Linked DNA regions of Mus musculus: all the other regions are linked to region 1. Evidence: chromatin contacts called from public Hi-C and targeted proximity ligation data. All regions are on one chromosome and are shown on one strand. The core of a region is the stretch at or near the end of the contact, and the rest is flanking DNA. Distances in the headings are between cores, read along the strand shown. Region 1 overlaps Cpeb3 (cytoplasmic polyadenylation element binding protein 3). Region 2 holds the start of Kif11 (kinesin family member 11). Region 3 holds the start of Ide (insulin degrading enzyme). Region 4 overlaps Ide (insulin degrading enzyme).

What was found. A called contact is a pair of places that touch in the nucleus more often than the background predicts.
Region 2: a targeted proximity ligation map of embryonic stem cells shows a contact between it and region 1, with 3 times the contacts expected there. A contact is called at or near these places in 2 of 39 promoter capture datasets (cranial neural crest and liver), 1 of 484 Hi-C or Micro-C datasets (embryonic stem cells) and 6 of 130 datasets of targeted methods (embryonic stem cells, extraembryonic endoderm stem cells, large pre-B cells and 2 more).
Region 3: a contact with region 1 is called in a Hi-C map of bone marrow-derived macrophages, with 28 read pairs. A contact is called at or near these places in 8 of 39 promoter capture datasets (the 3T3-L1 cell line, the C10 cell line, HPC-7-derived erythroid cells and 3 more), 1 of 484 Hi-C or Micro-C datasets (bone marrow-derived macrophages), 3 of 130 datasets of targeted methods (cardiomyocytes and embryonic stem cells) and 3 of 9 other capture datasets (adipose tissue, liver and pancreatic islet).
Region 4: a Hi-C map of bone marrow-derived macrophages shows a contact between it and region 1, with 26 read pairs. A contact is called at or near these places in 5 of 484 Hi-C or Micro-C datasets (the AML12 cell line, bone marrow-derived macrophages, brown adipocytes and 2 more) and 5 of 130 datasets of targeted methods (bone marrow-derived dendritic cells, cardiomyocytes, embryonic stem cells and 2 more).

What each region holds. Positions count from the first base shown.
Region 1 is chr19:37,015,692-37,023,424 of GRCm38.p6, reverse strand. Cpeb3 (cytoplasmic polyadenylation element binding protein 3) reads left to right here. Exons shown (of 11, transcript NM_001290827.1): 11 at 1-2,134. Among named protein-coding and RNA genes, the nearest start is that of Btaf1, 93 kb to the right of the region's middle.
Region 2 is chr19:37,372,942-37,380,674 of GRCm38.p6, reverse strand. It overlaps Kif11 (kinesin family member 11), which reads right to left and starts at 4,293. Exons shown (of 22, transcript NM_010615.2): 1 at 4,008-4,293. The coding sequence starts at 4,081.
Region 3 is chr19:37,329,596-37,337,328 of GRCm38.p6, reverse strand. Ide (insulin degrading enzyme) reads left to right here and starts at 2,785. Exons shown (of 25, transcript NM_031156.4): 1 at 2,785-2,797; 2 at 6,717-6,901. The coding sequence starts at 2,785.
Region 4 is chr19:37,281,530-37,289,262 of GRCm38.p6, reverse strand. It overlaps Ide (insulin degrading enzyme), which reads left to right. Exons shown (of 25, transcript NM_031156.4): 16 at 1,055-1,165; 17 at 2,030-2,150; 18 at 3,966-4,057; 19 at 5,031-5,142. Among named protein-coding and RNA genes, the nearest start is that of 4931408D14Rik, 21 kb to the right of the region's middle.

The DNA.
Region 1 (7,733 bases), core at 3,530-6,029:
CACATAGCTAAGGAGGCCACGTAAGGGTGATGCTAAAGAAATGTCTGCACCAAGCGAGCCAGCCTGGGCAGAGGGGCCTTCTGTGAGACGGTCACTGCTTAGTTCCCTGGATGCATCCTGTATAGCTTGACTAGAGTGAAGCCCTGCTCGTGCTAGCGCGGACCTTTTAGTGTTCACTCCTGGGCTGCAGAGAGTAACGGAGACACGTGGTGATTGCAAGACTCTGTAACGCTTGCTTTTTAAACCCTTCTTCCTTTGTTTTGCATTCTGGGGACAATCTGACTGGATGTGGCACTGCAGAGTAGACAGAAGTCAATGTGTCTTTTGTGCTGTGATGTCCTTGTTCTGTCTTGAAGTTACTGTTGTGTGGTTTTGTTATAGTTGGTTCTTTTTTTTCTCTTTTTCTCTCCAGTGTTTAATTGTGAATACTGGCTCTCCAGCTACAGTTTGTTTTCAAAAAAAAAAAAATGGAGAAACAGAATAGTTTTTTACTGAATTAAAAGATGCCTATTAGACCCCTCCCCCTTTCGGGTTTCCCCTGGACCCTTTGGTAATACTGCTTTCCTGCAGCCCAGATGTGCTTTGCTTTGCTTTGGTTCCTTTTTCTATGTTTGTGTTTTACTTTGTTTTCATCTGTATGGGAAATTTTGTTACGCACTACTACTTTTTATATTCTAGAACGTTTTCAAAAGTTGGCTGATGATTTTCGCTTGTTTGTTTCTAAGGAAAAAGGCATGCTTTCTGACTGACATGATCTTTTGCAATACCTCAATTTTGAAATATAGGAAAGAAAATGATATTTTCTAAGTAAGTTTATTCAGAAAATATATATTAATTTAATTCTGCAAGAAAATGATTTAACAGATGGGTAACTTTATTTTTTTCATGCTTATTTGTGTTTTTTGAAAATGAAGAAGTTAGAGCTTTATAACTATAATATTAAAGATCATATCTAACCTACAGAAATCTACCTAATTATGTGAAACATGCAAATGTTTGGAAGAAGCACCCCTCTTTCATGTACTAAAATAACCCTGAGCTCTAGAGGAGCCAGAAGACTGCGCAGTGTAAGCTAGCGCGAAGGCCACAGTGTCGCAGAGACCAGGTTGTCAGAGACTCCACTTGGTGCTGAGGGCTGTGACTGAGGAAACTGCTTTCCCTTAATTTGTATATTTATAATCAAGTGTTGATCGTGTGACTGGCCAGGACTGTGAAAGAGCTCTTCTGTTTGTATTTTTTTAAAGAGAACTTTTTTAGTTTATTAAATTATAACATGTTCCCTTTTGTTTTGTAAATAAATGTGCCCCCCCCCCAAGTTCTTAATGTTATATTAAAAGAGAGGGTCCTTCAAAAAAATTATTTTTTAAAAAAAACACAGAGGTGTTCTGCCCTGCAACTTGACTGGGAAGCCCCTGGGTAACACAGGTCCTGCTGTGGCCTTTCCTTGATGGGACACTTGAACTAGTGGATTTTTTGAAGGCTGTAACTAACCTCGACTCTTTGTTGTTATGTGCAATACTGTTTGTACTGTTTGTATAAAAAATAGAAAAAAAAGACAAGAAAAAAGGCCTAAACCTTTATTGCAGACTTATTTTCATTGCAGACTTTAGACATTGTGACTCACAGAACTCATTTTCTACTGTCAAATATGTACCTTTCCCTCATGCTGGTATTTTTTCAATAGTAACGTAGCCTTTGTACTGAGACAAATTTTCATTGTTATTTTTAGAAAGATTTTTTGCTAAGAAAAAAAATTAAACATATTTACATATTTTTCATTTTATTTCGTATTTTCTTTAAGGAGTGCTTTCTCAATCATTACTAGAGTTGTTTCTGGGAGGGACTTTCATATCTGGTCAACGTCATAATATTATTTTGTATTTTTACTTGGAATAAATTAATTTTATGATGCTAATTCTTTAAAGGTTTATTTTTTTCATTTCAGTTATTTTTGAAGCTAAAAACCTTTGTAATATTGTTACTAAAGTGTCTAGTTTTTTGAAATGCAAAGCTTTATGTATTAACTTGCCGATGTGGTTTACAATATGACAAGGGTGGAAACGGTTGGTTCTGTAACGTGACTGGGACTGTAACGGACAATTGGATAATAAAACGACAGAATGAGCAGAACGTGCGAGATCTCAACAAGCCTTTTCCTTTATTACAGTGTTCAGTGTAAGACTAGGGATGTCACAGTACAGGTCTCTAAGGATGTCACAGTGGGTTTATACAACACCAGATGCAGCCAAGCAGCCAAATCCGTGGCCAGATAACGAAGTCACCCCTCCTGAAATAGCATTGGGTGTGAAGCCTAGCTCGGCCAGCAGTGTCCAGTGCTTTCCCTAAAATGTGCTTCGTGTGTGTGTGTGTGTGTGTGTGTGTGTGTGTGTGTGTGCGTGCGAGTGAGAGAGAGAGAGAGAGACAGAGAGAGACAGAGAGAGAGAGAGAGAGAGAGAGAGAGAGAGAGAATGAGAATCCACCACCTACTGCTGTCAGTGTATGTATGAGCTGGTGCCTTCCGCCTTCCGCCCCAGATCTTTCACTCTCATGCACAGTGGTGACATGTGTGAGAAGACTCCACCTTGTATGCGGCAGGACTTGAATGCCTCACCTGATGTGTCCCCAGGCAGGGCTGGCAGCAGGCCTGGGGAAGCACAGGGTCACCACTGTCTGTGTTAGCTGCATCTTTCTCACTCCCCATCTGTTCTCTGTAATGGGGCCCCTTGCTTGCCTTTCCTTGGGGTGACATTGGGCCACTCTGTGCATGATCTGTCTGCCTTCCTGCTGCTGCTTCTTCAGTCCCCCCCCCACACCGTCTGCCCCCCCCCCCCCCCGTGTGCACTGTGGAAGGCAGCTGTTGCCAAGGCACTGCAGTTACTGCAGAGACATCTGAGTGCAGAGCCGGTGTTGTGTAAACAGAACATCCAGGGACTTGCTCTACATAGATGGTGCATTTCTGCTAGTTGTTGGTGGCCTCTTCTAGTTCTGTTGAAGTGGAGAGAGGTCAATCAATAACAGATAAGCGTGTGTCCAGAGGTGGCTCTTGGGTTCGCTCTATGTATTCAGTTTTGTAAATAATATATAGATTAGATCAAGTTGTGATGTAAAATTTTAACTCAAATTGGGTCCTATTGGTTGGAATTTTACATTAACTACAAATAAATGATTAGGGACAGGAGAAATTGGGGAAATTATTGTTTAGTGGTATAGATTATGCGTAGGTCTCTGCCTATATCTTGTGTTTTATCGCTTGTTAGTGAGGCATGGGCTAATGCAGTGTACTGCATTTATGCAATTAGCAAATAACTGCTAGTTTTCATTTTATCTATTATATTAGCAACAAAGTGGCATTTAACTGGGTAAAGCTCCTACCTAGATATTTTGAGTATTGTGACATCTCAGCTTGCCAGGTTTGAATGAAAGGGTAGTCACAGATTAGTGATAACAAAAAAAAGTGTCTTTTTGTTAAAACTGGCTTATGTGTATGGACAATCCTCTCTCGCTGGTTTGTATGCTGTGTCTGCTAACATTTCTCTTTTCTTTTCTAATATCCAAACTTGTCAAACTCAGCTGCCATAGTTTCCATCCCACCAGAGTATTTTATAATTGATACCGTTGACTTTATACCCCAGAGTGGGTCAGGAAGTGGATCCAGGAATGTTATGTTGACTTTGTAAGATTACAATAGTTCATTGGGACTCAGAGAGTTTGGGTGCTCACGAGAATGCCTGCTCCTGGACATTAGTGCTGTTGGGGGTATAAAGTAGTAGGTGTTTGTATTTTCGCCGTGGCAATGATGGACATGATTTTAGATGTTCACAGCTCAGATCTCTGTATTTGATTTTCAACTAACGACTAATTTTAAATGTACTGTATCTTTTCCTACCTGTTCTCTTGGATTGTTTTTTTGCTGGTAACCCTTCCTCGGCTTCTGCCCTGGGGCTTGGACTAACACTGCTTGTATGGATTCGCTACTGTGACTGAACGTGGAGCGCTCGCAGCTACCGCTTAACTGCTTAAACTTTGTAGTTTGGACTTTTTTTTTCTGTAATAACAACTTATTAAATCTAGTTGTACGAAGCACTGACACGTGTCATCTTTTGCTCAGGACGATCTCCGTCTGTTTACATCCATCAGGAAATCCTAACTTGCACCATACAAAACAAAAACCCCAGGTCTTCAAACAGCTCACATATTCCACCAGAGTTCACTCTCTCAGAGCCCACACTTTCAAACGCACAAGGAAATTTGAAACAGAAAGGTACTTGTGGGTTCAAGTGATACACATGGGGGGTGGGGGGCGGTGCTGTTGATGGCTTTCTAGGCCTCCGGCAAGGTAAATTTAAGCCCTGCCCCTGAGCTATTCACACACACACACACACACACACACACACACACACACACACACACACACACACACACACACCCCACCTGATGCCTTATGTTTTCATTGCCAGTCCATTGCCATTTGAGGCCTAATTCCTTAACCAGAACTGTTGTGAAAGAGTATCATCATCTTATGTTTTCACAAGGATACCAACGTCTCCTAAGGTTTTTCAGAAAATGGGGCTTTGGAAAAAAATTGGCGGATTCTGGTCTTGCTGCACGCTTTCTCTGGGAAAAGGATGCGGAACCCAACACAGGGCGGTTCATATCGGTACTAAGGCTTGGGGTCGAGCATGCGGGACTGTAGTGCTCCGGGCTCCCTACCCCCACCCCCACCTCACATGGTCCATTACGTAGTTCGGGATGGGGAGGGAAGAGGGCCGGAAGGGCGTCTCGGGAGGCGGGGCCTCTGTGTCTGGTTGCCGCCCCCACGTGGCCCCGCCCACTCCTCAGCCCAAGTCACCCTCTACGTGTCCTAGACGGTCGTGGGTTGGATTCCCCGGTCCCAGCCCTGCAGGTAAGAGTGCTAGCCTTACCTTGAGTGGCTACAACCACGGCCACTCAAGTTCTCCACGAATGGCAGTGGCTGTGGGCCGCTTGCAGCCGTGGAGCCCGTCGCACCGCTCCAAGGTGGGCCCCCTTTGAAGTCTACGAACAGCCACACGTTAAGGAACAAATTGAGTCCTCTCTTCAGGGTGCCCATTTGCCTTGGACACCCGCACTAGTCCCTTCAGGAAAAGGTTCTGATGTGCTGCCCTGCCACTTGAAGCGGGAGGAAGTATGCGAAGGTGTCTTTGAGACAGAAACTTGTGGGTTTGTTTGGTCATTCAGCACTGATGGGCTGGTGGGTGGCAGGCGGCTGGTCAGCACTGGCCCCGACTGTTGGAGCCGGTGGAGGAGGGCGGAGGGGATGCTTTCCAGAAGCATCCATCACCAATGTGCACCCGCTTTTTTTTTTTTTTTAAAGAGCCTTGTGTAGGTCTTCACCAAAAGATGAAGAGCATCTTTTTGCGTATTCCTTTGCCTTTTGTGTGCATTGTTTAATTCTTTTTAGGACAGGGTCTTAACCCTGGCTGGTCTGGTACGAGCCATGTAGCCCAGACTAGCTTAGAGCATGCAACAACTCCGGCTCCAACCTCCAAACTATTGGAATGATAGATATGCCCCCCACAATCTGAAACCCAAGTTGCTCCTGACAATCAGGTGTGTGGTAACCTGCAGTGGCCACAGCTGGGAGCTTCTTCAATTTAGTTCTGCCACTCACTACCTGCCTAGAGATAGCATCAGCTTTCACAGGTTGAGAGCTCAGTCAGCCCTCAAGGCTACCTCCATCTTCCCACGTTTTAGATGCCAGTTGCTAGTCTCAGCTTCTAACTGAGCAGCTTTAAGCTTGGGTTCACACAACCCACTTTCCGGGCTTATAAAGGGTTTGCTGGTTAATAAAGGATATTGCAAAGGAAGTTGTGTTGGCTAATCTTGTTAATCTGCCATAGCTGAGAAGAGAGAACCTCAACTGAAGCATAGCCTCCATCGGACTAGCCAGTGTGTGTATCTGCTGGGCATTTTCTTAATTGTTACTTGTAGAAGCAGGACCCAGCCCACTGTGGGCAGTAACATCCCTACGCAGGTGGGCCTGGGCTGTAAAACTAGCTGCCGGTGAGCCTAGGAGCTTAGGAGCAAGCTAGTAAGGTAGGTAGGTAAGTAGGGGTGTGTGTGTGTGTGTGTGTGTGTGTGTGTGTGTAAAACTAGCTGAATGTGACCCTGCAGTTTCTCCTCAAGCTCCTGCCTTAGCTACCCTTGAGATGTCACAAATGTCATGTCTAAGAAACCATGTTCAACCTTTTATTTTTTTTATACTTTGGAGTCAGGGTCTCATGTAGCCCAGGCTAACGCAGTAGGTAGCCAAGGATGACCTTGAAATTCCCTTGCTGCTTCTGCCTGCTGAGTGTTGTGAGCACCGGCGTTTGCCGCCATGCTGGGAATGAAAGCCAGGGCTTCCTGCCTGCTACACATGCTTTTGCCAACTGAGCCACATCCCAAGCCCCGTGCTTCCTTCTAAGTTTTATTATTTTAGTTTAGAATATATATTCATGAACAAGCTAAAATGTGCACGGTGTCATACACACACACTCATGTATCTATAGATATTTTTAAAGCATATAGACCCGAGTTTTGGAGACTGTCCCTTCTCCATTGAAGAAAACTCAAGCAATAAGCAGAGTGTATTTGCAGGCAGCCATGGGTCTTTTTTTATGCCAGTTCTTTGCTCCTGGTTGCTGAGCTCTGCGGTGAGTTTTTCTGACCTGGGCATGCAGCCATCCAGCTTTTCTTCTTGCTTTTTGTTATTTTGGTGTCTGCCTGCCTATCCAAGCTTCTTTTAGGCCCCTCTGCAGCATTCTTCCTCTAGGGTATGAAAAGTCTTTCAAGTCTCCCTCTGCCTTCTCGGCTTTACAATCAGCTCTTTAAAAAAGTCTTACTGGGATTTTGAATGTAATTGCTTTGAGTCTATACATATTTGGAATTCTAGCGATATTTTTTCTGAACACTCCGGTGTCTAGCACTGGAGAGTAAACTCGGGATCTTGAGCATACTTTGAGCTTTATGCCCAGCCCCAGCTATGTATCTAATCCATGAACATGGTATAGCTCCATGTCTCAAGGTCACTTTTTGTTGTCCGAGAAGGCTCAACGTATATTTTCACATACTTTGTAAGAAGTGCACCTGTCTTATGGATTCTGGTAGTTACATTTGAAATATTAAAAAATGAAATTCTTATTGCCAGCATTCAGAAATACTTTGAATATTGACATCTCCCATTAAACTCCTAAAGCTGCCTAGCTTAATACTTTTGTAGACTCTGGGGATCTACATAGACTATGACTTTGTTGACCAGTATAAGGTCTTTTGTTGTTTTCTGAGGAAGGATCTCCTGGGGTCTAAGATGGCCTCAAGCTTTCTGCAAAGCCAAAATTCTCCTGCCTCTACTTCCTAAGCGCCGGGATTACAGGTATGTGTGGCTATTCCTTTTTTTTTTTTTTTTCTTTTTAAGTTTACACGTGGGTGTTTTGTGAACATGTGTGTCATACATGTGGTTGATGTTTAAGGGGACCAGAAGAGGGTGCTGAATCCCCGGGGGCTGAGGTTAGAGATGGCTGTGAGCTACCTCATGGGTGGTAGGATATGAACTTGAGTCTTCTAGAACCACCTCTAGCACCCCTTTTTTGTCCTTTCGATTGTTTTACAATGATGTCCTAAAAACTGAAATATATTGAATTGGCAAAGAAGTGGACATGGATAATTTCAGTTTCTTGAAATATGTGAGGGATTGCATTCCTCTTCAGCATATG
Region 2 (7,733 bases), core at 3,044-5,543, 360 kb before region 1:
AAAGTTGTTTTTCATCATCTCTGATTTGTTAATAAACAGCTAGTCAGCCTATGGTGGGGCAGGAGAAGACAGTAGAAGTGAGGCATAGGATCCCAGGGAGGGAGAGATTGAGGGAGGAGGGAGAGAGGGGAGGGGGGAGGAGGAGGAAGAAGAGGAGGGAAAGGAGGAGGAGGAGGAAAAGGAGGAGAAGGAGAAAAGAAAAGAAGAAAGGTGTAGAGAGACCAACGTGTGGGACACCAAGAGGATTGGCCAAGAGTACACGTGGAGCAGAGCAAGCCAGAGCAAGATACAGATGGCAAGAAAAGGGGCATTTATCTGGATGTTAGCAGCCAAGTCAGGCTGAATAGCTCAGAACCTGCCAAGCACATTGCCAACAGGTTCTTTTTTTTTTTTTTTAAAGGATTTTATTTATTTTATGTATATGAGTCCACTGAGGCTGTCTTCAGACACACCAGAAGAGGGCATCAGATCCCATTACAGATGGTTGTGAGGCACCATATGATTGCTGGGATTTGACTCAGGACCTTTGGAATAGCAGTCAGTGCTCTTAGCCGCTGAGCCATCTCTCCAGCCCGCCAACAGGTTCTTAATAAAAATTCCAGGTCTCTGTGTGTTTTAGTCAAAAGCTAAACAGGATAAAGTGGGTGTAAAAAAAACCCAGAGATAACTGGAAACAAAAGGAAGTGTGGCAATCCCCACCATCACTACCAAAATACTATTATACACAACTCTAGCTCTAAGTGACCCATGCGCTCTTCTGACTTCATCCATACAGGCACGTAATTACACATAAACGAAAATAAATCCTTGCATTAAAAACTTTAAAATAAATAATAAACTCAACAAAGTATCCAGGTTAGGGCAGGTGAGCAGGGTAAGGCGGTAAAAGCAATCCCTGGGTCAAGTCTGAGGACACGATTTAAAATGAGCAGACTCCCCAGATTTCTCTGCCGGTCTACACACACACACACACACACACACACACACACACACACCACCCCCTGCAGCACATGAATGCTGGCACTGACATACACATTATACACACATATAAGATTTAAAATTAACATATAGACAGCTGGGCGGTGGTGGCACATGCCTTTAATCCCAGCACTTGGGAGGCAGAGGCAAGCAGATTTCTGAGTTCGAGGCCAGCCTGGTCTACGGAGTGAGTTCCAGGACAGCCAGGGCTATACAGAGAAACCCTGTCATGAAAAACAAACAAACAAACAAAAACAACACATCTTCAGGACTCACACTTTTTTTTTTGTTTTGTTTTGGTTTTGGTTTTTTTTTTTTTTTTTTTTGAGACAGGGAGAACTCACACTTCTTGATTTTAAAATTTATTCTAAAGGTGTAAGCAGTCAAAACTATACGATAAACGAGACTGGAACAGACAGACACAGACCAGTGGGATTGAGTGCTCATAAATAAACCCTCTCCTATATGGGCAAATGATTTTAGACAAATGAGCCAAACCATTCAGTAATCTCTGTAACATGGTGACAGAAAACTGGGTATCCTACACAATGAAGCCGAATGTCTCACTTAACATCACATAAAGAGGACCAAAAACTTGCACCTAAGACGTAACACCATAAAACTTAGAGAAACAAAGAAGAAAAAGCCTGGCAGCTTTGGCTTTAGCAACGATTCCCTGGATCAGATACCAAAGGCACAGGCAACAGCATCAAAAATCAGGCATGGTGGCTCACACTTCTAAGGCTCAGGAGGCTGCCACAGGAGCACTGACTGCAGGACTTCAAGCCTGGGTGCAGATGAGTTGCAGGGGAGGCAGAACGCTACATAGTGAGACCCTGCCACCAAACACAAGACGATGAGGATCTAACGTACAACATCCTAAGAAAGCCTCATTTATTGCTTATTAAAGCTTAATGAGGGGCTGGTGAGATGGCTCAGTGGATAAGAGCACCCGACTGCTCTTCCGAAGGTCCGGAGTTCAAATCCCAGCAACCACATGGTGCCTCACAACCATCCGTAACGAGATCTGACTCCCTCTTCTTGAGTGTCTGAAGACAGCTACAGTGTACTTACATATAATAAATAATAAATCTTTAAAAAAAAAAAAAGCTTAATGAGACTGGCGCCAGGAACACTACTTAATAGAGAAAAGACTAACCAAACAAGAAAAAGAAAAACCTATGCCTAAACTATTGTACATAACAGACACGTGTAAACGTTTTCACTGGTAAAAAAATGTTTAAAAAAAATTCTCTTAAGGCCAGCCTTGAAATGTAGGAGGACAGTATGGACACATGAGATGTTTTATTTCTTACTTTGAGGGATAAATACTGGGATTAAAGGCTTGTACCATCACACCCCCACCGTCAGTGTTCTTTGTAACTTTTTATGACTCAAACACTTTGTAAGTAACAAAGGAAATAATAGCACACAGAAAAGGCAATATTGACTAATAATAATAATACTGCAAAAAAATTGTAAAAAAAAGTGCATTTGTTGGGTAGCTTAGGGTAAGAACACTTCTTGTTCTTCTAGAGACCTTGAGTTCTGTTTCTAGCCCCCACACCTGGGGGTGACTCACAACCACCTGTAACTCTGGCCTTAGAGGTGGTGCTCTCTTCTGCTCTCCACAAGCACTCACGTATGTGTGCAAACACCTGAATATATACCCATTATTAAAAATAAAAATTTTTTGAGGCAGAGTTTCTCTTTGTAGCCCTGGTTGTCTTGAAACTCGATCTGTAAAACATGCTGGGATTAGAGGTGTGCCCCACAACTGCCTGCCTAAATCTGCCTAATTTTTTTTTTCCTAAATTCTTAAGTGTGTCTGCTTTCCTGTTGATTAAAATGAAAGTTCCAAATTAAGTAACTAAAACTCCAGAGTTCAGCAATTAAGTATCTTTGGCAAGCCTAGAGTTGCTCACACACACACACACACACACACACACACACACACACACACACACGTCACCTAGTTTAAAAACTTGGGTCTGGTAGCTGAAACTTGAATTGCTTATAACTCCAGAACTCAGAACTAAGGCAGGGAGCTAGTCGGAGTTTGAGGCCAGTCTCAGGAAAAAAAAAAAAAAGGCAGACACAGTGGCACACACTTGTCACCCAGCAATCCCAGCTAAACGACCGAGAGGCTGAGACAGTAAAGTACGCTAACATATAGTTCCAGACCAACCTCGGTAACATCACAAAAATTCAAAAAAATTAAAAACTCTGGGTAAGTTATTTGGATGTCAGTCGGGGAGAGCTGAACCCCACACCCTCCCTCCTCTCAATTTTGTCTTTTGGTCAATGAACAAAGGCAGATAAAAGAAAGAAAGAAAGAAAGAAAGAAAGAAAGAAGGAGAGAGAAACCCTGTCTCGAAAAACCAAAAAAAAAAAAAAGAAGAAGAAGAAAAATGAGAAAGAGAAAAGATGCTGCACCTTAGCCATGTACTTTCATTAGCTCGTGAGTTTCATAAACTCATTTTACAGCTTAGCTTAAATTCAGCAATGTCTACTTGGTTATTAGAGGTGAATTTGATGGTTGCTCTTCGCTGAAAAGTGCGTTCCCTTTTAAAAGCAAACCTACTTTCATCTATTGGACCAAACACACAGAATAAAGAACTATTAGTCTTTCCGAAGTGGAAATAACCCCAAGGTGAGCGCCAAACTACATGCAAAGTAAGTAGGAAGCTTTATTCCCAAACTGACAACTCGGACGGGGTAGCACAGAGCAATGACAGCTAAATTTTCGGCGACATTGGCTTTTAAAAGGGAACGCACTTTTCAGCGAAGAGCAACCATCAAATTCTTTGTGACTGCAGCTTAACTTTAACCAACACCAACATCCCCCCCCCCCCCGAGACAAACCCTAATTTAGAACTAAACGTGGTAGCATGTTTACCGAACAAAACACGGGGAGCCCCAGAAACCGATGACTTGGTGTCCTTCAGAAAGGTAAACAAATCGCTCTCCGGAACGGCTAGCCCAAAAGCTAAGCCTCCGCGTCCGGACTCGTCCCAGCCTCTCCTTACCTGCATCTCACCACCACCTGGATGTTCCTGCCCTTTTCCTCTTTCTTCTTCAAAGAACTCGGCTGGGACGCCATGACGGTCGAGCCAAAACCTGCCGGCCTAGCGGAGACTCAGACACAGTGAGAACCGGGAGCAGCCTCTCCTCACCCGGTGCTGCCAAGGCCACGAGGACCGAGACTCGCAGCTCGGCGTCCCCGAGGTCCACGCAGGCCTCTTGGCCGTGGCCGCCGCCCCGCAAAAGCCGGACAGGACGAACCTCCTCCTCTGCTCCGAAATCAGCAACGATTCCGCGCCTCAATTTTGAAAAATGGAGACGACTGACCGGACCAATAGCAGAGCGGCACGCGAGGCATCATGGGACGCCGTGTCGTCACTGTGGTGACGACGGGGCGTGACCCGAAGAAATGGATGGCGGTGCAGGCTGGCTCCTGTAGTCCGAAGTTCACTGTGCAAGCTTTCAGTGCTGCCGCTGGCGGGCTTCTGGGGCCTGGGACGCCTACATCGCCGCATTCGCTGGGTCCTTACCGCCCTCCGAGGCTTCTCGCTTTCCGTAGAGAGGTGACGAACAACTCGGCCGTTTAAGGTGTAGGTGGGGACCGGGGAAACAGAAAAGCCGAGTCCTCCGCCTCATCGGGTTTCCGGAGCTGCTTTTTCTGTTTCGCGGGATCTTAAATGCGGTTTAGCCTCTCCGATGTAACTTAGCGAGGATCAGAGAAAGCGCCGCCGACCTCGCCAAATACCCGCCTTCCGCACTCCAGATCCCTGGTCCTCTGGATTAAGCAAAGCCAACTGTCTACTGGTAAACTACTCTCGGAGGCAGGAGTGGCAGAGGAGCTCTCCGAGTTCCAGACCAGCCTGATCTATAAAGCGAGGCCAGGACGGCCAGGGCTGGTTGCACAGAGAAACGCTGTCTCCAAAAACAAACAAACAAAAACAAAACAAAAGCTAGCCCCAGAGACTCACTGCTATCTCAAAATGTCCCACAAAGTGAACATATTGAACATCTTTATACCCTTGCCTCCGGCCAGTCTTTCTCACTTCAACACGTGTTTTTAACCAGACCCTTCCTCTGCAATCACCTTCCTCCAAGACTTTGAATCTCGTCCCTGAATGACTTCCTTCGATGTTCCTACTGCTACCCTTTTTTTCTCCTCCCTGCTACTGCATTCACTCAGCAAATATCCTTTAAAAAGCAAACCAAACACATATAGGGACAGAGGCAGAAAGATCAGGAGTTCAAGCGTCCATTTCATACATTTCCAGTTTAGTATCAAACTGTGTTATGTCCATCATTTGCTATTTATTCGTTTGTTTTAAACAAGATATCTTTCTGAACACAAGGCTGGCCCTGTGAGAATCCTCAATGATCTTCCTGCCTTCTGCATACTGGTATTGAAAGAATGAGCTACCAGTCCTGGCTGGTTTCTTGTTTGCTTTTTTTTTTTTTTTTTTTTGAGGGGTGTGGCTTAAGATTATTTATTTATGTGTGGGGTAGTGTGTCTGTGTGTGTGTCCTCCAAGTGTGTGGTGGTGCCCTTGGACAGAAGATGGCATTGAATGCCCTGGAACTGTAGTTAAAAAGTCAGTTGTGAACCACCTACAGTGGGCGCTAGGACCTGAATTCAGGTCCTGTGGAAGAACAGGAAGTGCTCTTAACAGCTCTTATCCATCTCTCCAGCCCATGATTTTTTTTGTTGTTGTTGGTTTTTTTGGGTTTTTTTTTTTTTTTTTTTTCGAGACAGGGTTTCTCTGTATTGCCCTGGCTGTCCTGGAACTCACTCTGTAGACCAGGCTGGCCTCGAACTCAGAAATCCACTTGCCTCTGCCTCCCGAGTGCTGCATCCCATGATTTTTGTCTTTTTGTCTTTTTTTTTTTTTTTTTTTTTTTTTTTAATCTTTTGGAATTAGATGCAAAAGGTCTTACCATTCCTGTGTTTTCCGATGGGCTTGCTTGGCCCCTGTGAAAGGGTCATTCATGCAGACCACTATTCTAAGGTGGTGTTTACCCTGTTCTCTGTCTCCCCTTGTACTACGAGTGCCAGCGCCTCAGTGGAACTCTAGTCCATTGGCACTTTGGATGCCTTCCTCATTCTCATTTTTCTGTCAGTTTCTGGTTTTTAAAGACTGTTTTGTTTGTTTGGGTGGTTTTTTTGTTTTGTTTTTATGTATTTATTATTACACATAAGTACACTGTAGCTGACTTCAGACGCACCAGAAGAGAGCGTCAGATCTCATTACGGGTGATTGTGAGCCACCATGTGGTTGCTGGGATTTGAACTCAGCACCTTTGGAAGAGCAGTCAGTGCTGTTAACCACTGAGCCATCTCACCAGCCCCCATGGCTTGGTGGGGTTGTTTGTTTGTTTGTTTGTTTTTTACTGGGTTGGTTGAACAAGCTTGTAATCTCAGTCTCAGGGTTTGGATTAGCAAATTCAAGCCAGGCTGGACTACAAGAGACCCTAGAAAAAACAAAACTTGACCATCCTGTCTAAAGGAACTTGCTATTTGCTTCTTTAACACTACACTTTATAATTATGTTGTGGTTTTTTTTTTTTTCCTACCTGAGTGTAAACTTCATCTGGGTCCTTCTTCACATTGTTTTGGGGTTTTTTGAGATGGGTTTTATGTAGCTCAGGCTAGCCTCCAGCTCACTGGCTAGCTGAGGATGGCTTTGATCATACTGCGTCCACCTCCCCCGTGCTGAGATCACAGGTGTTTACCACCATACCTATTTATACTGGACTGGGCATCAGACCCAAGGCTTCTTTGTGCTAGACCAGCACTCTACCATCTACACCCCTCGCTGGTTTTCCAGTCTCTTGTAAGACATTTATATATATTTACAGACAAAGTAAATATATCCTTGGTACCTGAAGGAAAATACTTAACATTTCACAGTTTGGGTTTCCTTGTAGTAAAATGGAGATAATAAAAATTATCATTATCTGACTTACCAGGTCTGCTGCTTGCTAAATGCACAGACACACACACATACACAAAGCCCTGCAAACAAGAGTTGGTGCAAAGAAATTCATTTATTTCCCCTCTGAGCCAGAACTGCAAGAGTAATGGAAAGCGACGCCCAGAAGCATATCTATATAGGTTGAGCTGTAAGATAAATTACCCAAACTGAAAGATGATGCCTTTTCCTGGGGGAGAGCTCTGGACAGCAGAGTTTCAGCCTGTCCCTGTGCCAGCATCAATCTCCTGGGAAAGCATTAGGAAGCCCTGAGGATCCAACCTAAGGCTTTATGTATGCCAGGAAGGTACTGTACCGTTAACAAGCATTCTCAACCCTTAAACATGGTGTGTGTGTGTGTGTGTGTGTGTGTGTGTAATTTTAATTTTTTTCAGGGTTCCTGTTTTATTGTTAGAATCATTAGAGGATTAAGTGCCTAGCAGATAATTTTTTTTTTAAAGAAAGAAGCAAAGAAAAGGAAAAAATGTCTTTCTCCTTCATAAGTATCAAAACAGTGTCTCTGTACAATCTTTTTGATTGTGGCAAGGAATTCAAGAAAATAGCTAAAAATTTCAAATACAGGCTCAGTAGCACAGCATTGGGTCAGTATGCTTGAGACCTTGCTCTTGATCCCTGGTACTGAAAAAAAGAAAAAAATCCTAAAGGCTGAGTATATTGGCACACACCTATAATCCCAGTACTTTTGAGGTGGAGGCAGTAGAAGTGCAGCTAGTTTTCTTTAACTACTGATCCATCTCCTCAGGTCCAC
Region 3 (7,733 bases), core at 1,536-4,035, 320 kb before region 1:
CTGCAGCCCTGCTTCCTGTGTCTCTGTTTTACTGTGTGTGGAGGTTGAAATAGCATCTTGCTACATTACCCAGGCTGCCCTCTGACTTGTTCATCCTGCTTTGGCCTCCTGGTTATTAGGATTACAAGTGCCTGGCACAATCTAAACATCTCTTTTCCTACAAAATTTAAATATGGATAAAGGAAATTGAAAACCTGCAAGAAGTCCCATTTGTGTTGCTCATAGTTGAATTGGTCATCTTTCTATAATGAGGTGGGGTTTTGTTTTAATTTTTGAGGTAGGACTCAATGCAGATTGGCCCCAGATTCCAAACAGAGCTCCTTATGTACTGAGAATGGCCTGTGTCCACATCCTGAAAGCTGGGCTTACAGCCTGAAATGCTTCCTCGCCTCTTCTAATGGTTTTTAACCCCCAGCGAGTTAGACAGTGTGTAATATCAAAGTGAGCTCGATCTCTGCTGTGTGTTAGAGGGAAGTCATCACCATCATTTTTCAAATCACTTGTAATCCTTGCGTCTCCTAAAGAGAACACCCTGGGCCATAGCAGAAGCTGCAATACATGATGGTCGTGGAAGTAGAAACCCTTGAGGTTTAGCTTCACCTAAAGAAAAGCTTCATTAGCTGCCTGCCCTCTCTCCCTGTGGTGAAACCTTGCTGGGCGCGCGCATACTGCACTGTTTATTACTACATTATTTGTTTGTTTTGTTTTGTGACAGTGTCTTTGTGTGGCCAGCTAGCCCAGAACTCCATATGTAGATCACACTAGCCTCAAAGTCCCAGAGATCTGCATGCTCGTGCTTCCAAGTGCTAGGATTAAAGGAATGCATGCCCATGCCCGTTTCCCTTCCGTTCTTCCCTCCGTCCCTTTCTTCCTTTCTCCCCCTCTCCCTTACTTTTCCTTTGGGGAAAGGTTATTTGGTAGCATATGATATTATTCTCTCTCCTATTATGTGTCTTCTCTCCTCTTTTTGATATACGGTCTTTCTGTCACTAGATTGGAATTCAGTTCCTCCCACCCGCCCCAGTGCTGGGTGAACACACCTATCTCATCCACTTGTAACAGCTGAGATCTTTTTGTTTGTTTAGGCTTTTTGAGATTGGGTGGTGAGTGGGGAGGGTCATGAGAGGTATAGAGGAGGAGGTCTTGGGACTTAGTTTGTGCGCTGTGAGGGGTGGGGAGCATTTTGGTATCTAACCACTGCAGATCTTTCGAACCTCCATTTTGACATTATAGGTGAATACCGACACTCTTGCCTCCTCTTTTTCCTCCTCTTCTTCCTCCTCTTCCTCCTCCTCTTTTTTTTGTTGTTTTGTTTTGTTTTTTGAGACAGGGTTTCTCTGTGACTGGAACTCACAGTTCCAGGCTGTCCTGGAACTCACTCTCTAGACCAGGCTGGCCTCGAACTCAGAAATTCACCTGCCTCTACCTCCCAAGTGCTGCCTCTTCCTCCCAAGTGCTTGGGATTAAAGGCATGCGCCACCACTGCCTGGTGGAAAGTAACATTTCTAAATTGTGATTCTATATTGAACTCAAAGTTTTTAAAACAAGGTACTGAAGGCATTTGCTACTTTTAAACAAATTTGTCTTTTGAGAATGAAGTACCCAGACTTGTTACCAAACACATCTGTGTGCCCTTATCTGGAGTCTTAAGCACACGTCTTTGCTATCCTGAGGCATGTGTTTTGTAACAAATACTGAGCTTTAGACTTTGATATTCATCTTCCTTATTAATTCTTGCATTATGGCTACAGATATAGGAAACAGTTGTTAGTAATGGCATGTCACTGGGGCATGGTGGAACATGTTGGTGATGCTTGGAATCCCAGCACTTGGGAGGTAGATCAGGAACTCAGTATCATCAGCAGTTACATATTCTAGTATAAGGCCTGTCTGGGTTACAACACATACAACATACAACCCCATTCCCTAAACAGGTGTCTCACTTCCAAATTCTCTCTCTCTCTCTCTCTCTCTCTGTGTGTGTGTGTTTGTGTGTATATGTGTGTAGAAGCTGAGGCTGATGTGATGTGCAGTATATTCCTTAGTCATTGCCCACCTTACTTTGTTTGTTTTATTTCTGCACATGTGAGTGGATACGTGTGAGCTGTGGTGCACAGGTAGAGTCAGAAGGCGGCATGCAGGGCTTGGTGTGCTCCTTGGGTTCCAGGGTGGAGCTTAGGTTGGTTTGGTGGCAAGCACCCTTATCTACTGAACCATCTCACCAGCCCCAGCTTATTCACTGAGGCAAGGTCTCCCAGTCAAACCCAGAGTTCCCAGTCTGATTAGGCTTGCTGGCTAGCTTGCTTTGGAGATCTGCTGACTCCACCTTAGAGCCTGGAATTAGAGCCAGAAGTACTTGGGCTCTGAGGACCCGAACTCAGGTCCTCAAGCTTATTTAGCCAGTGTTGAATCACAGCCATCCCCTAGACCCTTGTCTTGAGGTGTTAATACAGTGTTTTATCCAGAGTAATAGCTGCTGGTTGAGCTCTAGGTACCAGCTTGTCTCCCTACCCCGGTACTGGGGTTAGAGTGAGCTGAAGCACCCAGCTTTTACATTGACCTCAGAGACCTGAACTCAGTTCCACCTGCTTACATGGTAGGCATTCTGTAGACCAAGGCATCTCCCTGGTCCCAGTTTTGTATTTTACATTAAGAAATATTTATTTTTATTTTCTGAATGGGTGTTTTGTCTATATGCATGTCTGTGCAGCACATACATGCCTAGTTCCTGCAGAGGCCAGAAGAAGGCATTGGATTCCCTGGGACTAGAATTAGTCAGTTGTGAGCTACTGTGTGGGTGCTGGAAATTGAACCCCTGAACCTCTGGAAGAGTAAGCCAGTGCTCTTAAGGGCTGAGCCATCTCTCTAGCCTTTACTTTGTTTTTTAAAGAAAATATTTGCATTTTAGCATTGCCTGTATAAAAGCACGATATGAGTAAAACTTTTTGTTTTATATGTGTGCTTTGTCTGCATGTTGTATGTGCTCCACTTGTGTGCCTGGTGCTGTAGGGGCCAGAAGAGGACATAGCCTTTGAAACTGGAGTTACAGATGTTTGTGAGCCACTTGGTGGGTTCTGGGAACTAAACCTGAGTCCACACACTCTTAATCATGGAGCCATCTCCCTAGTCCTGCATTATGTGAGTTTTAAAATCAGTACAATACATTTAGTATTACTTACAGTATTGATCTTTAAAATACCAAATATCGGTCAAGAATGACGGTACATACTTGTAATCTTAGTTCTTAGGAGACCAAGGTGAGAGGACAGTGAATCTGAGGATAGCTTTGGCTATGTAAAGAGAACAACCTATCTTACAAAAACAAAACAAAACCCAGCCAAACAAAATCTAAGCATCATTTCTGAAAAGAAGATCTATGAGAATGTGGTAATAGCCAATGTCTTTGGCATATCAGCTTTTCTTCTGCTTACATACACAATTACATATAACTTCAAAGAGGAAAATATTCTGCTAGAAATTGTGTATGGAAGCCTAAGATTGATCCTTGATTGTTCTTCCATTGTAACTGATGGAGTGAGGTTTCTCTGGCAAGCCCATAGTTTCCCATGAGGCCAGCCCTGCTAGCCAGCTTGATCTGGGGATCTCCAGGCTTCACCTCTGGAGGCTGGAATGACAGGTGAGCCACCCCACCCACCTGACAGCTCTGTGGGTTGTGAGGATCTGAACTCTGGTTCTCATGCTTACGTGGCAAGGGCGTAGCCGCTGCGTCATCTAAAACCCATGTCTGGAGGTTTTCACACACTATTTTTATCTAAATAATTGCACACCTACTTATGTTTCCTGTGGTTTATCTTTAGGTCTGGCTACTGGTCCGATTACTTGTTTTTCATTGTTATAGTGTGGACTATCTATGCATACTAGGCCAGTGTTCTACCTCTGAGGTGTGTCAGAAGCCCTGGCTGTTAGTCTTTACTAAAGATCTACTTTTGTCTTCTAAGTAAGAAGCCAGGGTACTAGCATAGGTTCATTTCTTCTCCGTAGTTTCAGATGTGTTTTGACTTTACCTGTTTCGAATGTGAACTAGCCGATATTTGAGTTTTAATGTTTTGTCTCTTAATCAGTTCCTAGTTAGACAAAAATACTATCTATCCTACTTTAACGCAAGCAAGCAAACAAACAAAACCGAAACCAAACTATGCAAAACCTCCAATCTGGAGTCCCTTCATTGTACCAACCCCAATAAGAACCCTGTAAAGTCCCATTTGCTGGTGCTGCTTTTTTCTATCACTGTCTCCAGCCTCCCTGGAGAAGAAAGGGAAGACCTGCCTGAGGAAGTCCTTGGAAAGATGAGGTGTCCAGACACGTCCTGTCCCAGCAGCGCTTTAACACATTACAAAAATCACTTGAGGCTTCCCGGCTTTGCATTATTTCATTCCTGGCTTTGGCTGCTTTCATAATGCAGCTTGTTTATCTTGTTATGAAATACTTCCCAGCATTGTTCTTCGTGGAGGCTATTCCATGTGATCTGAGCATATGTGTGTTCCTGATCAGCCTTATCATAGAATCTACCAAATTGAGCAATTTGACTGATTCAGTATAGATTCTCACACAACTTCTCACCTTACTCTCTGTCTCAGTCAGGGTTTGTATTCCTGCACAAACATCATGACCAAGAAGCAAGTTGGGGAGGAAAGGGTTTTTTCGGCTTACATTTTCACATTGCTGTTCACCACCAAAGGAAGTCAGGACTGGAACTCAAACAGGTCAGGAAGCAGGAGCTGATGCAGAGGCCATGGAGGGATGGATGTTCCTTACTGGCTTGCTTCCCCTGGCTTGCTCAGCCTGCTCTCTTATAGAAACAAGACTACCAGCCCAGAGATGGTCCCACCCACAAGGGGCCTTTCCCCCTTGATCACTAATCTAGGAAATGCCTTACAGCTGGATCTCATGGAGGCATTTCCTCAACTGAAGCTCCTTTTCTGTGATAACTCCAGCTGTGTCAAGTTGACACACAAAACCAGCCAGTACAATTGACCCCTTGTCAATTTGACACACAAACACATCACTATTAAGCCTCAACCCTTACATTCTTATTCATCCCCAAGGTCTAAATAACTTTAAACGTCCCACAGTCTTTACATATTAAAAGTTCAATCCTTTTAAAATATCCAATATCTTTTAAAATCCAAAGTCTTTTTACAATTAAAAGTCTCTCTTAACTGTGGGATCCACTAAAATATTTTCCTTCAAGAGGGAAAAATATCAGGGCACAGTCACAATCAAAAGCAAAAATTTAAACTCTAAAATAGCAATGGCCTGAAAAGAGTCTTTAATTTTCCCTCCGAAATTTCACAAGTCAAGCCTCCATCTTCTGCGCTGTTCTCAACATTATCTTCCAAGCTCCTACACAACATCTGACAGAGCTCTTAACATCGAATGGATCTTCTAGCCCAAAGTTCCAAAGTCCTGCCACAGTCCTCCCAAAAACATGGTCAGGTTGTCACAGGAATACCCCACTCCTGGTACCAATTTGTCTTAGGGTTTCTGTTCCTGCACAAACATTATGACCAAGAAGCAAGTTGGGGAGGAAAGGGTTTATTCGGCTTACACTTCCATACTGCTGTTCATCACCAAGGAAGTCAGGACTGGAACTCAAGCAGGTCAAAAAACAGGAGCTGATGCAGAGGCCATGGAGGGATGTTCTTTACTGGCTTCCTTCCCCTGGCTTGCTCAGCCTGCTTTCTTATAGAACCAAGATTACCAGCCCAGAGATGGTCCCACCCATAAGGGGCCTTTCCCCCTTGATCACTAATTGAGAAAATGCCTTATAGTTTGATCTCATAGAGGCATTTCCTCAACTGAAGCTCCTTTCTCTGTGATAACGTCAGCTGTGTCAAGTTGACACACAAAACCAGCCAGTACACTCTCTAACAGACACCTTTGAATCTGTGTGAAAGTAGTTATTGGTAATTAAAACCCATTTGTAGAAGCACACTGACCAGATCATCCTGTGTCAAGTCCTCACTGAAGTGCTCGGCTAGATAAAAAAATGGCTCCACAGAACAGCACTGTTAATGCTCCTCTGAGAGGTGTGAGGGGGAAGAGGAGGGATTGCTGCACCCCATAGGTAGCCTATAAAACTTTTCCTTCAGGGCAGGGCACAGTGGGAAAGCAAGCTTAGCTCTTTGTGTGTGTGTGTGTGTGTGTGTGTGTGTGTGTGTGTGAGAGAGAGAGAGAGAGAGAGAGAGAGAGAGAGAGAGAGCCAGCTAGCCCCCAGGTCAGCCCCTCCGAGCAGAGGCTGCAGCAACATAAGTTGCAGCCAGGTAGGTGTTTGTTTTATTTTCTGTTTTGGATGATGTTATGTCAATTAGCTTGATGATCACTCTTGCTTCCCTTTCCTCCCCTCTCCTCCCCTTCCCTCTCCTCTCTCCTCTTCTCCTCTTCCTCCTCCTCCTCCTCCTCCTCCTCCTCCTCCTCCTTGGTTTGGTTTTTTGAAACATGGTTTCTCTATGTAGTCCTGCCTGTTCTGGAACTCTAGACTAGGCTGGCCTCAAACTCTGAGATCCTCCTGCTTCTGCCTCCCAAGGGCTGGGATGTGCCACCAACTCTTTGTTTCTTTTTTCCTTTATTCATTTCCCTCCCTCCCTCCCTCCCTCCCTCCCTCCCTCCCTCCTCTCTCTTTCTCTCTTTCTTCCCTCCCCCCCTTCTCCCTTTCTTGAGCAGTTACTGTATAACAACTATCCTTTTCTTTCCAGATTCCCAAAACAGACTTACAGCACAATGAGTAATCCGGCCATCCAGAGAATAGAAGACCAAATTGTCAAGTCTCCTGAAGACAAACGGGAATACCGTGGACTAGAGCTGGCCAATGGCATCAAAGTGCTTCTCATCAGCGATCCCACCACAGACAAGTCCTCAGCGGCCCTCGATGTGCACATAGGTACAGTCTGTGCACATAGGTGCACATAGGTGCAGTCTGTGGACGAGCCAGGGGCAGTAGTGTTGGATAGATGGTGCTGTGAGCATAAGAACCCGGTAGTTATCACAGTTTCCTTTTTTCTTCTCATTTTTATTATTTTTGCTGTTTGTTTTGGTTTTGGTTTTGAGACAACCTAAAATTCAATGTCTTTCCCATGTTGGCCTCAGATTTGACGTAATCCTCCTGCTTCTCAAATGCTGGGATTATAGACACAAGCCACCATGCCTGCTTGCGGTGTTTTGAGACAGGGCCTCATTGTTAACCCAGATTGACCTGGAACACATCTGATAGGGTCCTGTAAGGCTTCCAGCTTAGGTTATAGCAGCAAAGAAATCCATTTCACCCTCTATGCCAGTTACTTTCTTGGCATATTTAACTTGCTATTTTATAGACTCTTGAGTACACATTTTTTTCTGTATGTAATGTCACTTAAGCCCTATTATCTTCTACACACATATATATATGCTTAATGGGAAAATACTTGTTTTCAATACTTTTTTTTTAATAAAAGCTTTAATTTAGTGACATTTTAGTATTGGGGAAATAAGGTAATATTGAGCAAATCACTACTACTTACCTTAATGAAGTGTTTTGCAAATATCTACTTTGGTTTTTTCTTTGTTTTTGTTTTTTGTTTGACCCCCTCCCCTCCCCCCGCACAAGGTCTCTGTTGTGTAGCCCTGGCTGTCCTGGAACTCACTATGTAGATCTGGTTGCAAAAATCTAATCTGTATTCAAAGTAGAAAGGTAGGAATATATAAAAGACATAACCAAGCCAAAAGAAGTAAAGCAT
Region 4 (7,733 bases), core at 3,028-5,527, 270 kb before region 1:
GACAGTTGTAGTTCATGCGGTCCACAGCATGCTTTCTGTGGTCAGGGATCTTTGCTCCAGCTGCGGCTCCTGCCTCTCAGGGACCTCACGGGGCAGTTCTTCTTGCAGTGTATCCTGTGTTGTTCCACGTGCTACACACACAGATGTAATTATGGCCTTTCCTCTTCCGTGCTCTCCGGATCTGAGGCTTTCTGAGGCTGATAAAGTAATCGATTCTCAGGAGAAATCCTCACAGTATATACAGATATCTTCCCTACAAATTTATTTGCCGTTGGCTTTTAGAACATCAGCAGAACTCCTAAAAAAGCAGGTAGTTAGGATTGCGATTCCTTGTTGGATAACACAGAATGACAGCAGCATTAGGCTATGGAATACAACTAGGGCTGCCTGACTTTTCCAAAGAGGACATGTTTTTTTTTTCCTCCCCTTTGAGGCAGGAAGTTGAGATGGGGTCTTGCTGTGTGACAAGCCTGGGACTGGCTGAGTAAACCAGATTGGCCCCCAACCGGGAGCCGCCTCGCTTCTGGATCTTCCAGTCCGAGCTGCTTATTTAAAGATTTTAAGTAGTTTCGGGATGTGTCCAGTAGCCAGCTAGGTAACAGTCTCTGGGGGTTTTGTCTCTTCACTACCTCCATTAAAAAGTATTAGTTAAGCTGTTCACTAGAGAGTCTTTCTTAAGACCAACTTCAGGGCTTTGAGTGTTGCTCTGTGGCGAAGCATATACTTAGCATGGCCCTGGAGTTCAGTCTCCAATACCAGAAAGAAAAAGACAAAACTTAAGACTGTAATTAAGTTCCACAAATGTGAGAACATGAATGTTGTGATATGGTAGGTGCCATTATAGTTAGGCCTCAGGGGAGTTTACCTACTATTGACTTTATTTGGGAAAAGCTGTTGTTTAATACGAAGATGACTAGTGTTAAATTAAGTTTATTGAGTTCCTTGTCTCATTTTCTACTTAATATACCTAGTATTGGCATTTTCAAAGTGTTTTTAAAATCAAGCTTAAGATGAAGCTATTGAAATGTTTTAATACCTTCACCTCTTTTCATAGCTCTCAGTGAAAGGTTACAATGACAAACAGCCAATTTTGCTGAAGAAGATCACCGAGAAAATGGCTACTTTTGAGATTGATAAGAAGAGATTTGAAATTATCAAAGAGGCCGTAAGTCTTGTAACTTGCTTTTATAATTTTTCTTAATTCAGTTATCTTGCCGTATTTTTAAAAAGTAATTTATTTATTTTTATTTCATGTACATTTGTGTTTTGCCGTCATATATGTCCGTGTGAGGTTTCAGATCCCTTGAACTGGAGTTTCAGACAGTTGTGGGCTTCCATGTGGGTGCTGGGGATTGAACCCTGGTCATCTGGAAAAGCAGGCAATACTCTTAACTACTGAGCCAGCTCTCCAGACCCTATATTCTCATATTATAAAAATTGCTAATAATGAAGAGAGGATAAAAATTTTTTAAAACTTCATGATCCTGATGCAGTTATCTTATGCCATCTTTGATAAATCTTGTTTTCTACTCAGAAAGCTGAACCCACTAGTTATACACCTGACTGTCAGCTTCAAATCTACCATGGCTGCAGTTCTGGATCTGGGGGAAACTCCAGTGAGAGACTCCTTACAGTTTTCCTCCCAGCCTTCATCTCAGACAGAGGGCTGCCTGCTGGAAGAATTTTAGTTGGACATTCAGTAGCTACTACCCCTGTTACTTGCTAATGGAGACTTTTTGATGCTGTGCAGTATCTGAGGATCCCTGCAGACTGGGGCTTACTTTCTAAGGCACGCAAGGTGTCCCTTAGTGGAGGCATGCAGATGTATGTTAGAGGGGAAGATGTGGCCTGGGCGATGAAAATGCATGGCCTTTAGTTTAAGAACCAGAGAAGGGTAGAAACTCTATAGAAGAGAAAAACGCAGATATCGTTGCGTTCCAGTGATATAGCTTATGTAAAAGAAATTGGATTGTAGCTGATTTTCCCAGTCGACTTTGAAAATTAATGAACCTGTGTTCTCCCTCCCTAGTATATGCGATCTCTTAATAACTTCCGGGCTGAGCAGCCTCACCAGCATGCCATGTACTACCTCCGCTTGCTGATGACTGAAGTGGCCTGGACTAAAGATGAGCTAAAAGAAGCCCTTGACGGTGAGCCTCTTCTACTTCATTTTCTACCGTAGTCATTTCATTGTCTGAGGTGGGTGGTAAGAGCCTCACAGCTCAGTATGGTCCATTTACCAACTGTACACACACCCAGCCCTGCCTATAGATAAAGCAGTGGTCAGTTAGAGGATTTCTGGGTCAGGGCCATGGTTGAGAAGCACAAGTCAAAAGTTCATTTCGATGGAGACAGAGCAGGTGAGGGTTAGAGAAGAGATCCCCAAGGCAACACAGTGGGAGTGGACCATGTTCCAGTTCTGCAGTGACTTGCAGCTCAGTGGCTTTAAGTAAGACTTTAGACTTAGATAAGACTCCAAGGGTGCGGGTGCGTGCGTGCATGCATGTGTGTGTAACCTTTAAAATTAAGATAGTTGCACATACTTTTGGATTGAAAAACAGTATCTATAAAATGCCTGACCTATTAGGTTTTTAATTAATTAACTTAATAAGTTCCTAAAGAAGGACCAATATGTGAAAAAGGAATGGGAGTGGTAGAGAACTTACTGTTGGGATACTGTAATAACAATTGCCACAGCAGTGCCACCTACAGATGCTAAAATTAGTAAAAATTCGAGGGAAATCCAGTCAGTGATATTACTCGAAGAGTAAATGTGCTGGCCACCAAGCCTGATGCCTTGAGTTGGATTCCCGTGTGGTAGGAGGACTGAACTGACGCTGTATGTTGTCCTTCCCACACCCCCACGCTCCCACCCGTACATTTGTCACTACCACATGCATGAGCTTCTCTCTCCACCCTGGACCACCACACACTGGATCGATGGATGGATGGATGGATGGATGGGTGGGTGGGTGGATGGATGGATGGATGGATGGATGGATGAATAGTGTAAAAATTTTTAATTTAAAAATTTGAGGGAAATCTGTATATTTATATAGTCTCAACTTTTTTCTTCCAACAGGTATTTATTAATTATAATGGTAAAATTTGACTTTGATAGTTTTTGGTGGTGGGCACTTCCAAGTTGCATGTGGAACATGTACACCCTACTCCGTTACTACCCAGAGTAGAGCAGTATGCTTACAATGAAAGCACCTGGCAGACACCACCGTAGCCAAGCAGTTTGTTGTAACATATCCAGTGCCGTGACACATGCCTGTGCAGATGTTTGATGGGCATTGCCTCCCTAGTGCACCTCCCTACTGTTACATACATGACCTTGAGATGACCCTAGATAAGTAAAGGAGTTCTGAGGAACTCTCCAGTGAGAGACAGGAAGGGTGTGTGACAGGTAATTACAATATAGGAGTAGAGATAAGTCCTGGATGAAAAAAGGGTATTAGTGTAGTAATGAAGTCCAAGGCCAGGATTGGTGGAACATACCTTAATCCCAGTACTATGGTGCAGAGACTGGTAGATCCTGTGGTGTTCAAGGACAGCCTGGTCTAACTAGCAAGTTCTAGGACAGCCAGAGCAACACAGTGAGACACTGTTTCAAAACAACAAACAACAAAAACCTTTAAAAATCCTAATAAAGCCTCATCTCTGGTTAGCAATGTGTAGCAGCTGGGAGTGCAGCTGAGTGAGAGAGTGCTTGCCCAGCACGTACAAGGCCTCGGGTTTGAGCTAAAGAACCTTGAAAAAAGTGTCTGTCAGTATTGCTTGCTTAGGCTTTGATAATCCTATTAAAGTTATTGAAAGATGATAATATTAGACAAAACTGGGTGAATGATATAAAGGAACACTAGTATTTTTACAAGTCTTCTATAAATCTGAAACTCTTTCCGATACAAAGCTTTGTTTTTATATTTATACACAGATCATCCTATTTCTTACTCTTTCAGATGTTACCCTCCCCCGACTTAAGGCCTTCATACCTCAGCTGCTGTCACGGCTGCATATTGAAGCACTTCTCCATGGAAACATAACCAAGCAGGTACGAGGTGAAGTTCTAGCAGGCTTTTGTAGACCACTGTAAGATTATTTCCTCTATTCTCTCTCAAGACCTAACCAGCACAATGCTAAACACATTAGAATTAACTCAGCTTTCTCAGGAAGCAGGTCGGAAGGACATGTGAGAAATAGAATTATGATAGTTAACTTAGGCTCGTGGCTGGCCTGGCCTATACAGCCAGAGAAGAAGTGAAACTGATTACCCCTACCCGGTGCAGTCTCTCAGAATGCAGAAATCAGGACCTGCAAACCCCGACACTGCTGTATACTAGACATGCAATCTTATGAAAATGTATTTCGTCTGTTCTGCAGATCACAGGCCTGGACTCGCGACCACTCCATATGTCCCCCAGAACAACATGCTAGGCTCAGATGCTTGCTCGTTGTGGTTTAATTCACAATGCATACTCACGAGTATCTTTTCTGTTCCGGCTTCTGTGGTCAAGGTCACTGACATGGAGCTAATGTCTCCTTCCCAGTACCTCTCCATCTTTAGAAAGGCCTTTAGTCCCTGTGTCAGCACTATGTGGATAGTTGCTTAGATGTCTCTCTCTCTTTTCACTACTACTGTACTGATTGACAAACTCAGTTTTTATCCATTTGGAAAGGATTAAATGAATTTAATGTTTAAAATCTGTTGGGGTTTTTTAAGACTGGCTTTTTAAAAAAGATTTATTTATTAATTTTATGTATATGAGTACACTGTATTTGTCTTCTCTTCAAATACATCAGAAGAGGGCGTCAGATCACATTGCAGATGGTTGTGAGCGACCATGTGGTTGCTGGGAATTGAACTCAGGACCTATGGAAGAGCAGTCTCTCTAGCCCTAAAGTCCGTTTTTAGGAACATATATTTTTGTTTATTGTAATGGGCAATCCAGTAGGCTGTATTGATTTTCACAAGACAGGATGTACTGTGGTTTTTATAATACACTATGGCATTTCCTTTCCTCCAGGCTGCCTTAGGAGTTATGCAGATGGTAGAAGACACTCTTATCGAGCATGCTCACACCAAACCTCTCCTTCCAAGTCAGCTAGTCCGGTACAGAGAAGTCCAGCTCCCTGACAGTAAGTTGAAATGTGCTGTATTACAATGTGGCATAATTACAATGAGTTGAGTGTGCTTGGAAATAATATATGGTTTCATGTCAGAGATCTACAGGAAGCCTCGTTTATAGAAATATGGTTACAAGTAGGTGATTTTGCCAGAATTTCCCTGATTGGTGAGCCATATACGTGAAGGCAGGCAGTAATTTAGAGGAGATTGACATTGGAATTGTCTAGTACTTGCGTATAGAGGAGTCAGAGAATAAAACTCTCATACAGCTAATGAGATATGAATTGTGAGGGCTGGAGAGATGGCTAAGCGGGTGAGGTCATGCATGCGCTGTTCCTGGAAAGGACCTGACTTCTGTTCCCAGCATCCATTTTGGGGACTTAAAACCACCTATAACTCACTCCAGTTTGAGGGCATCTTGATACCCTCTGTCCTCCATAGGTGCCTACATTCATGAGCACAGCTACACACGTGCGTGCGCGTGCACACACACACACACACACACACACACACACACACACATACACATATCACACACAAAAATAAATCTTGTGGGGCTTGGTGATGTGCTCCACTAGTCCCAGCACTTGGGATGCAGAGTCAGTTGTATCTCTCTGAGTTCAAGGGCAAGCTGGGCTACAAGGTAACTTGCAGGCTAAAAAAAGAAATCTGGGCTAGAGATGTGGTCTAACTGGTAGAGTACTTGCCTAGCACAGAACGAAGGTGGGCGTGGTACGTGCTTGTATCTCAGCACTTGGAGGTGGAGGCAGGAGAATGATAAACCAAGATAATGAGTTAGAAGCCAGCTGGAATATGCGACTCTGTCGCCAAAAGTAAAAATTGAGGAAAACTAAGCTGCACTGAGATCATAGCACTCACTTGGAATCGTTGGCAGGAGTACTTTTAGAACAGTCACAAATGCAGATAAGAACATATTCCTTATGTTTTTATAAGGAGACAGCATAAGGAAATGCTTTATATGTTGAGATTTATAATGTTAGGTCATAGTTATATTAACAGTGGCTTCTTTGAATACAGAAATTCAGTGAACATGGTTTCAGTGTGGAACGGTAGTGGGGACATAGTAAACAAGAATAAGAACTTTGACACTTCAGGACATTCGTCACTGTTGGTGTTCCCCGTGTCTGCACTGTCCATGTTCCTTGACCCACGTCACAGGGCCTGTGTCTATACTCTGTTCTCTCCCCTGGCCTGTCATACAGCTATGACAAAATACCCAGTATAGGATGTGGGGAACAGCTAATTTTGACTCACGGTTTTGGAAGTTTCAGGTCATGGGTATTTGGCCATTTGCTCTTGTACTTATAACAAAGTAATAGATAAGAGCAATGGTGAAGGAGTCCCTCACCTCTATACAGCCAGGCAGTAAAGAGAAGGGGCGTGGCCAGGGTCCCAGGGTCCCTTTCAAGCACATGTCCCCAAAGACTTTACTTAACTTCTACCAGGTCCCAGCTCTGTGGGGATAGGGATGTAGCTCAATGATAGAGCATTTGTCCAGAATGTACAAGGCCCCACGTTTAATACCCAAGACTTGGGCCAGGCTGTAACTTCCACTAAACGTTTTCTGATAGCCTCAGCTGGAATAACTACTTCTGAGTTTTTCTGAAACGTCGGAGCTCACAGCACTTTGGCTCTCATTTGGACTAAAGGGCATCACTGTTTATGAGATTATGCATTCCTTTAAAGCCAGGGGTTTTGCTACTAAAGCAACTCAGATACGTTATTACTCCACGCCACTTCTGTGGAACACAGCTAGTTCTGCTGTTGTGCGTAGTCATCACAAAGCAGGTAATGGTTATTATGTACTGCTTCTAACGAGTGCCTCAGCCACTGCAAACCTGGCAGAGAGGAAGAGTTAGGATCTGCTGACCAAAAACCATCCCTTTGCGCTGAACATGCAGCTCTGAGGTTGGGCCTGTGATTAATGGCAGGTGATGGTCTGTGTGTGAGTGTGTTTGGTCCTGGGTTCAAGCTTCAAACCAAAAGAAGAAAGCAGCTGTGGAATTTCCCTTTATGCAGAGTGAGCCAGTCTGGAAAGAGAATGTCACAGTGAATTTTTCATGCCTCTTCCTTTTCCTCTCTTAGGACCCTGTTTTTTTGCTTCCTGATTGCTCTGTCAAATTGTCACAAGCTCAGAAATAGCATACTTACATCCCAGTCTCAAAATGAAGGTGTTAGAAAATTACTCTGATGTAGCCAGCTGATCAGATGTGGATGGATGCCTTAAGTAACCCTTTGCTTGATTCTCCCTTGGGAGGCATTTACAGCTGGAAAGTGAAGCCTCATGCTCTGTGAAGGAGAAAATATTTTGGGATATGTGTGAAAAACTGGAAGAGGAAAAGATGGAACTTACAGCCCACAAACCTTTCCTCTTCTCATGAGAAACAACGCTGCCAGTGTACACCAGGAAAGGGCTTCTAAAGCCAAGCCTTCTGGCATGTGTCTGTCATCCTAGCACTGGGTGGGTCTGGACAGGAGGAGCAGGACTCCACAGCCAGCATCAACTGGATAGCAAATTCAAGACAGGCTGGGCTACAGGAGACCCTGTCTCAAAAGTAAAAACTTTTTTTAAGGAAAGAAA